Linked DNA regions of Mus musculus: region 2 is linked to region 1. A link is a contact called in public HiChIP or PLAC-seq data. All regions are on one chromosome and are shown on one strand. Each heading gives the region's core, a stretch centred on a gene start, on an enhancer-like site or on the middle of the called end of the contact. The rest is flanking DNA. Distances are from core to core; before and after follow the strand shown.

What was found. HiChIP or PLAC-seq counts read pairs in DNA pulled down with a chosen protein or histone mark.
Region 2: a FOXA1 HiChIP or PLAC-seq map of pancreatic cancer cells shows a contact between it and region 1. The contact joins two enhancer-like sites. A contact is called at or near these places in 4 of 484 Hi-C or Micro-C datasets (CD4 T cells, the G1E-ER4 cell line, double positive thymocytes and 1 more), 2 of 115 datasets of contacts at active chromatin or transcription factors (double positive thymocytes and pancreatic cancer cells) and 1 of 9 other capture datasets (pancreatic islet).

What each region holds. Positions count from the first base shown.
Region 1 is chr11:115,952,806-115,957,285 of GRCm38.p6, forward strand. The region is part of intron 4 of Sap30bp (SAP30 binding protein); the gene reads left to right. Among named protein-coding and RNA genes, the nearest start is that of Gm39474, 12 kb to the left of the region's middle. Within about 2 kb of position 2,581, at least 176 of the 459 cell types and tissues checked have an H3K27ac peak or open chromatin away from gene starts, as enhancers often do. A contact at or near this core is called in pancreatic cancer cells, where this site is marked.
Region 2 is chr11:116,208,872-116,213,448 of GRCm38.p6, forward strand. The region is part of intron 3 of Ten1 (TEN1 telomerase capping complex subunit); the gene reads left to right. Among named protein-coding and RNA genes, the nearest start is that of Acox1, 12 kb to the left of the region's middle. Within about 2 kb of position 2,075, at least 26 of the 459 cell types and tissues checked have an H3K27ac peak or open chromatin away from gene starts, as enhancers often do. A contact at or near this core is called in pancreatic cancer cells, where this site is marked.

The DNA.
Region 1 (4,480 bases), core at 1,331-3,830:
TCCCGCCCACCTGCCCGTTTTCCAAGAGGTGCCCTTGTGCTGTGGGTTGTTGATGAGTGACTGGTTTTCCATAACTAAGTGCTAGGAATTATTCATTCTGCTTTGTCTTGGGCAAGAACATAGTGACTCTGCATTGATTCTGGGTTCTCTGATGGACAGAGCTCAAGACTTATTGAAAAAAACAAAAAAACAAAAACAACAACAACAACAAAAAAAAAACCCAGGGATTGGAGAGATGGCTCAGGGCCACTCTTGCAGAGGATCCAGGTTCATTTCCCATCCGTGTTGGGAGTGTCACAACTTCCTGTAGCTGTAGGTATGGAGAGTCCAATGCCCTGTTTTTGCAGACCTCAGTAGGAACGTGCAGACAAATGACTCGCATGCACACTCAAACACATTTACATGACCCGTGCAAATTAAAACCAGGGCTTCCTTAAACACTAGAATTTGTTCTTTAGAAAATGACACGGGATATGACAGCTTAAGGGCAGAGGAGGCACAGCACACATCTAATCAGAAGCCAGCAGCCTCGGCGGTGGGTGATACACAAGGCCAGGTGTAGTGGAAGCTGAAGCCGCTTCCATCTAGGTCCCACTTCACTCTGCTGTTCACCACCGAGAAACTTCAAGGTTTAGGCCAGAGAACAACCTGGCCATGAACCAGTACGGCAGTGCGCTCCACTCACATGAACAGGGTCAGAAGTGGTGCACATGTGGGTGCATCAACTGGACTTCTTCCATAATCAGCTTGGCTCTTCTCCTCTGGGTTTGTTTTGACTTTTTTTTTTTTTTAAAGATTAGTGTATGTAGCATAGACTTGCCTTAAAACTACGTAGCCTAGGCTGGCTTTGGACTGTCTGTCCTCTTCCTGTGTAACCCAGGCTGGCTTTGACCTGCTGGTCCTATACTTTAGCCTCTCATAGATCTAGTATTACAGGAACTGCCATGACACTCTGCTTCTGGGCTGTGTGTGTGAAATAGCGTTACTGAGATGTAATTCAAAGAGTAAAAGTGTGCCATTGGTGGATTTGATAGACATTTGTATCTGTGATAGCCGTACCAAACAAACATCTTTTACAAGGGGAACACCTCCACTTTCCTATCCTTCCTAATGGTTCCTGGTGCTCAGGTCCCCTGTGCAGGCGGTGTCTTCCTTCAGTCTCAAGTAAGACTTTATTTATTTATTTACTTACTTACTTATTTTTGGTTTTTCGAGACAGGGTTTCTCTGTGTAGCCCTGGCTGTCCTGGAACTCACTTTGTAGACCAGGCTGGCCTCGAACTCAGAAATCCGTCTGCCTCTGCCTCCCGAGTGCTGGGATTAAAGGCGTGCGCCTCCATGCCTGGCAAGATGTGATCTTGATGGAAGTTCAGCCCTATTTTAACAGTTTCATATAAATGAGGCTTATTGACAACCACTTGGGCTGGGTCATTGTGTTATGAAGGCCTTCCTTGCGTGATAGGATGCTTGACAGAGTTGCAGCCTGCCGATAAGTGTCCCTTTGAGAGCAGAGTTGCCCCAGGCTGAGCGCCTGGTGGATCATTGCTTTCCTGCCTGGCTTTCCCCTTAAGCAGGTTCCTTAGAGGTTGCACGCACACTGCTGAGAATAGGTGTTCCTTTACATTTGTCTGTTTTGACGAAAGGACCTCTCGATGTAGCCGACATAGTCTGTTATTTGCCCTCTCGTGGCGGGCACAGTGCACTGTCACCTGCGTAGGGTGAGTACTCTTCTCTTTGAGGAGTGGGTGGTAAGTCAACTCTTCAACAGGATGGCTTTCAAAGGACTAGCCAACTCACGGGCTTCTCCAGTGCTCTAGCTCCTGACAGCTGCCTGCCCCACGGGCCTGGAACAGTATTGGGTGTAGTCCAGGGGTCTTCAAATCACTCAGGAGCCCCTTCTTACAGCCAGTTAAGTATTCTGCAAGTGTCCTCGGCCCCACTGGGCTTTCTGTCCCTGTTCCCCTGCCGTAGTCTGAGTCCCTGGAACTAGCTACTCTGCTTAGGTTCCCACCTGGTGGCCATGGATACTGCAGATGTTTTCTGACAGAGGCGTTAGCAGGATGTGACTCATGCTGACAACAGGCTTTGTGGATAGTAAATGGAGCTACCCCTAGCATAGCCAAGGCATAGGCACTGTGGCAAGTGTCTGCGGGCACACTGCTGACACTTCCTGAGATGGTTAGGGGCTCTGGCCGCTCTGCAGAGCAGCTGTTCTCTGTACTGGGCACATTCTAGGACTCAGGGAGGAGGCACTCAAGTCTGTCCTCAAGTCTCTGAAGTATACTTTTATTTTGTTGTCCAGCATATGTCACCTTCTTGTCACTTATTTCCCAGGAATACTCTTGTTTCTACCCCAATTTATGAGGCTCCCTCCTCCTCCATACTCTCTGTCACTTATGTCCCAGAGGGTGGGGGGTTGCTACAGTAACCGTGGCACACCCTGTTTTTCTAAAAAGCTTTCCTGGCAAATGGCAAAGGGCATTCTTTGTCTGTGTCACGTGCACATATACCCTCTGTGGCCCAGCGCCTGCCAAGCCTTGGTTTTGTTATGAATGTTCACAAAATGCCCTAGCCAGCTCTTTCCACCCGCTTCCACTCTGGGCTGGCCTCTGCAGACTGAGCTCAGACCTAGACCAACGTCTTACCCCAGGGCTAAGAAAAAGGAAGAAACCAAGATTTGGCTTGACTGCCTGCCAGAGCTGGGTAGTGCCCTGCCTGAGGGCCAGTTGGGAGGTGGCAGAAAGGCATGGTGCAGCGGCAAGTGTGTATCCTATCCCCCTTGTGGGGACTGTTCTCGACTGCAGTTGCATCTCAGGCCACAGCATGACCTTTGATCTGTCGCCCAGCCTGTGCTCTGGGTGTGTCTAGTTAAAACCACTGACATCTACGAAGCCCAGGCTGTACTTATGCTTTAAGACTGCCTCAGGCCTGACCCCTGGCCTCAGTGTGTTCATAGTGTGCACAGGCCCGATCCACAGTAACTGTCCTGGAAGTCATTAGAGTCTCCAGGGTCTTGAAGGCCTTGTCTTACTCAGCACAGGGATGGTAACTATGCAGAGATCAAAGCACCTTATCTGCTAAGAAGAAAACATTAACCCATGCTGGGTGCACAGTGCACACTTGCAATCCCAGCCAATCGAAAGGCTGAAGCAGGAGAGTCCCTTCTAGGCCAGCCTGGGGCCCTAAATGAGGGGTTTCCCCCTACACACACCTAGTTTTTCTTTTTTGTTTGTTTGTTTTTCCCTTTTGTTTTGTTTTAATCTCTTAAGACCTGGAATTATTTTAGAATCATGACCGTAGGGGAGGCTCAGCAGGTAACACATTCTGCTCATAGACAGGACCCATGTCTGGGGGTTACAACCTCTGATAAATGTCACCTCCAAGGGATCTGATGCCTCTCTGGACTCCTAGGGTACCACACACAGACATGCCTATAATTTTTAAAAAGTAAAATCTTAAAAAGAAAAAAAAAAAAACAGCCTTGGACTAGAGACCAGGAAGACCATGCCACCCTCCGCCTTCCCCCAGACCCCCACCATGCCACCCTGCACCTCCCCTAGCCCCACCCCCGCCACCCTGCGCCTCCCCCAGCCCCCCCCCCCCGCCATGCCACCCTGCGCCTCCCCCCAGCCCCCTGCCATGCTACCCTAAGCCTTCCCACAGACCCTCTTCAGCTCTCTAGAGCTGTTCCTAGGACAGGCTTAGAGAAGGGCCTGGCACACAGTAGGTCCCCCTGCTGGGCTAGATGCTATTGGTGGTGGCTTTTTGGTGCTTGCCTTCCTCCTGCCCCACCCTGTGCTGTCTGCCACTGTTTGCACATTGTATGGTTCTTTTCATGAGGAATGTTTCAAAGAGCATGACAGAATCTTACAACAATCAGCCCATTGTCTGTGTGCTCCAGAGCCGACTCTGAGGTCCTGGGGTGGCCGGAGGCTGTCAGGGAAGGGAATGGGGAGAGAGGAGGCGAGGCTTGGGTGGGCAGTGTTCTGAGGGGATTGATTGCCCTCGGGAGTTGTGGTTCTTGTGTCAGAATCAGGCCTTTTGTTCAGGTCTTTTTATGCACAAGCTATTTGGGACCCAAAACCTTAACACAGTTTCTTATAGCCAAGGCAGGACAGACCCAGACCAACCGGAAAGGGCAGTGCCAAGTATGAAGCTGACACATGTCTCTAACAGCTCTGAGTTCAGTGTCTTCCACATTGGCAACCTGAGATTGAGCTTAGGCAGGACTGAATTTATACTGTAGAAACTGGTAAATGCTTTGGATGGTGGCTCCTCCCCTTTCCCTCCCCCAGCGCTTCTCCAGGCATGCTCTTTCCCTAAAAGTCAGTCTCTGGAGCTTGGTAGGATGTGTTATTTACATGTGTCCCCTCCACCTCAGCTTCCCTTCTCCCAGGTTGACACGTAGCTGGCCATTGAGATCAGCTCAGGGAACACTCTCCAAGAAGCCATCGGCCACCTCCCCTTCTGCTTTCTGCTGA
Region 2 (4,577 bases), core at 825-3,324, 260 kb after region 1:
AAAAAAAAAAAAAAAAAAAAAAAAAACCTGGGCTGGAGAGGTGGCTCAAGGGTTAAGAGCACTGACTACTCTTCCAGAGGTCCCGAGTTCAATTCCCAGCAGCAACCATGTGGTAGCTCACAACCATCTGTAATGGGATCGGATGCCCTCTTCTGATGTGTGTCAGAAGATAGCTACAGTGTAGTCATATGCATAAAATAAATAAATAAATCTTAAAAAACACAAACACCCTCCTCATTCACTGTGTGGGCGCGCACGCTCACGTCGGCCTCGTTGAGCATCGTGTGCTGGCCTGGTGCTCTCTAAGGCCGTGCTCCACCTTCTGCTTGCTGTGCTCCACCTTCTGCTTGCCGTGCTCCATCTTGTGCTTGCCTTCTTTTCTCATAACGTTTTTATGCATTTCCTGAGGATTTTAATGTGCCACTGTGATGTGGAGTAAGGAATTGATGAGCGAGCCGTGGGTGGAACCCTGAGCTGGCTGAGTGTGGCCATGCCTGTCCTGACCTTTCCCCTGAGCAGGAGGTACACAGCTTTCATCCTTCCTGGGCCAGGCCTTAAGTCCTGGCGGATACAAAGGTCCATCAAACATGTGCAGTGCACTGTGTCCAGGTGGAAAGTTCTGAGGACAAAGGAGAGGTCGGGCAGAGGAACCTTTCTCCCATGTTTTACATCTAGAGCCAGCCAGGAGACTGGTGTGGAACAGCACCAGCTCTGTGATCATCTCCCGGAATCTGACACCGCTTGGTACCGTCCAAGGCCCTGATGGGTCCCTGTCTGAGGTGTTTCTAAACATCTTCCCCTGTGTGTAATTAGTAATAATCACACCTTGTATAAGCATACTGGCTGTAACAACTGCCACCTCACAAACCTCTTTTCTCACCTTTTAAAAACTATTGTAAAAACTTTTTTTTTTTTTGTTTTTTTAAGACAGGGTTTCTCTGTGTAGCCCTGGCTGTCCTGGAACTCACTTTGTAGACCAGGCTGGCCTCAAACTCAGAAATCCACCTGCCTCTGCCTCCCGAGTGCTGGGACTAAAGGTGTGCGCTACCATGCCTGGCTTGTAAAAACTTTTAATTGTCACATGGTGATTGTATAGCCATACTATGGACACAGGGTGACATTTCAATACATGTCCATGGTAGGTAATGAATGATTACATCAGAACAATTGGTATATCAATCTCTGTAGACATTTATCTTCTGCGCGCGCGCATGTCTGTGTGTGTGTGTGTGTGTGTGTGTGTGTGTGAGAGAGAGAGAGAGAGAGAGAGAGAGAGAGAGAGATAGAGAGAGCTCAGAATAATCAAAATATCCTCTCTGCTAGATGCTTTGAAATAATTCAAGTGGTTGGCAACAAGTAGGCCTGGGGTTACACAGTGACTGTAATCTTAGCTGCCCAGGAAGTTCCAGGCCTACCAGGGATACAGAGTGAGTTCAAGGGCAGCTTGGGTATCTTGGCAAGGCCATACCTCAGAAAGTGAAAAGAAGAAGGGAGCTGGGGGAAGGAAGCCAAGCTCAGTGGTGGCAACACAAAGGTAAAGGAATTTTTCTAGGAGAGATAGGTATGAGGCAGGAGAGTTACATGTTTGGTAATGCCTGCATAACTGTCACTGAGCGTGAGGCCAGGCTAGCCAGGACACAGAAGAGTTTCTAGACAGACAAGGAAAGCTGTTCAGTGAGAGGAGACTCTGAAGTCCCTGTGTTACAGTGAGAATATGTTTTGTGGTCTGAGGCTTCTCTGTACTCATCAGAGATGCGACCGGGGAGGGCAGAGGCTGGAGATGCATCAGGCAGGCAGGTTGGAAGGCAAAGGCTGAGTCCTGCAATACCAGGAAAATGGCTGGGAGGTACTTAGGGCCGGCTGAAGAGACAGAGAAGGTGAGAGAGTCCAGGAGACCCAAGGGGTGAAGAAGGCTGCAGTAGTAGGAGTGAAAGGTCAGGAAGATACTGAGAACAAACAGGGTGTAAGATTCTAGAACAAACCAGTCCAAGGTGCGAGGTGGGTGTGGGAGGGAGAACTGGAGCAGAGGTAAACTGCTGTAAACAGTTATCAGTGGGAAGGAGCCGGGCGTGTAACAGGAAACCCGAGCAGCAGGTGAACTCTGGACTCACCTCCTGCACAGTAGGACCTGTTGATATGGATAAAGCCAGGTTTCAGCCAAGTCCCAGAGAAAAGGTGAGACTCTTATAAGGACACTGGAAGAGGGAAACACAGTACAACAGAGGAAGGACACAGGACCCAGGAGTGTGGGCAGGGATGAGGACTTGGTGGGTTTGGGGTGACCATACAAGGACTACCTTTGATGTTGTCGAGTGACTGCCATTAAGGCGTGCAGGCCAGCACTAGTGGTCTCCACACGGCAGGGCAGTGGTACCTGACAGTTGCATGTGTGCTTAGGCTTGAACCTGGACCTCCTGCATGCTAGGCACGTGGTTGTGTGTGACTGTTCTTAGATGGTCTCTCATGTACAGCAGACTCCCCGCAAACCGGCTATGCATTGGAGGAGAACCTTGACCTCCTGATCTCCCGAGTGCTGGGGTTACAGGCATGTGCTAGCGTGTCCGATTCATGTGGTGCTCGTGGGAGCTCGGATGCTAAGCGGCTGAGGGGGTGCTAGCCAAGTGCTCTGCCGGCTGAGCTGCATACCCGGCCTTTTCCCTTCTCTTGAAGATTTATTTTACTTTTAAATGTGTGTGTATGTGTGTGTTCCCGTCTGTCTGTGTGTAGGTATGTACACATATATGCAGGTACCCATAGAAACCTGTGGCTTTGGATCCCCCCAGAACTGGATCAAAGAGTTGTAAGCAATTGGACTCAGTTGGGAACTGAGCTCAGGTCCTCTGCATGCTCTTAACCACCAACCCATCTCCCAGACCCTGTGTGTATGTGCATATGTATGTGTATGTGCATATGTATATGCATGTTTTTGGTTTGTGCTGAAGGTCAAACCCAGGTCCTTGCACACGCTAGCAGTGCTCTGTTTTTTGAAATGGGATTTTTGTTCAGCCACACCCTGCCAAGGGCTAGGACTCTAGGCAAGCCCTTTCCTGCCTGCTTTACCTCACACCTTCTACCCACAGGCTGCCATCCTCAGATGCCACACATGCACTCCCATCTCTCCTCCTTCCATCCAGAATGGGCTGAAGCACCTGGACTGCAGCCATGGCCTGACCGAGCCACTGAGAAGCCGTCCATTCTGGGGACCGCTTACTCTGTAGACAATAAACGATAAAGCCAACTGAGACTGATGAACGTAATGAACAGGAGCAAAGGCTCAACAGCTGCAACCACTCGCTGCTCTTCCACAGGATCCAAGCCTGCTTCCCAGCACCCACACAGGCAGTCACAGCCACCTGTAACTCCAGCTCCAGGGGAGCCAGTATTCTCTTCAGGCCTTCATAGGCACCTGCACTCATATGCGCACATTCATAGATACACACGTATATATCTAATTTACAAATTTAAATCTTCTAAAGTATAAGCAAACACCTTTTAAGAGTCTGTGAAATTTAAGCAGATTTCTTTTTTTTTTTTCTTTTTCTTTAATTTTCTTACTTTTTTTTGTTTGTTTGGTTTGGTTTTTCGAGACAGAGTTCCTCTGTGTAGCCCTGGCTGTCCTGGAACTCACTCTGTAGACCAGGCTGGCCTCGAACTCAGAAATCCGCCTGTTTCTGCCTCCCAAGTGCTGGGATTAAAGGCATGCGCCACCACCGCCCGACATTAAGCAGATTTCTAAGAAAATCTTCACCCCAGAAGTTTGAAAATATTTGACACAGGATCCTGCCTTAAGTTCTGTGTCTCCCACCTCTCATTGTGGAACCCCATACACCCCCATGGTGTCACAATCAAATCATAATCAAGGGCTCTCAACAAACTCCTCCCATGCCCTCCATTTTTGTTTCAGTTAATTTTGTTTTTAGACGGGGTGTCTCTATCTGTGTCACCCTGGCTGTCCTGGAACTTGCTATATAGAGCAGGCTGGCCTTGAACTCACAGGGGTCCTCCATCAGTCGCTCCTCAGTGTTGGGTTGAAAGGTGTGCACCATCACCGCCTGGCTTCTTTTTTTCCCATTGTTCTGGTGTGTCTACACTTGGTTTTCGTTGTTGTTACTGCTGCCGTTTGTTTGTTTTAAGTTACTTATTGTTTGCTTGTGTGTGTGTGTGTGTGTGTGTGTGTGTGTGTGTGTGTGTGTACAGGTTTCCACAGAGGCTAGACCTGCTGCGTGTGAGTCACCTGACAGGCTAGGAGTCAGACTCCTGACTGACCATCTCTCCAGCCCCCAAGCAGCTGCTGAGATGCTGTGAACATCTCATTCTGTTCTTGTTCTTGGAGCTCTTATAAACTCTGGAGAGGTGGCTCAGCGGTTAAGAACATTGACTGCTCTTCCAGAGGTCCTGAGTTCAATTCCCAGCAACCACACGGTGGCTCACAACCAACTGTAATGAGATCTGATGCCCTCTTCTGGTGTGTCTGAAGACAGCTACAGTGCACTTACATATATTTTAAAAAACAAAAACAAAAAACCCTTTAGAGCTAAGTGTGCCCCAGGCTTCTCAAGGCGGTATGAATATTTGAT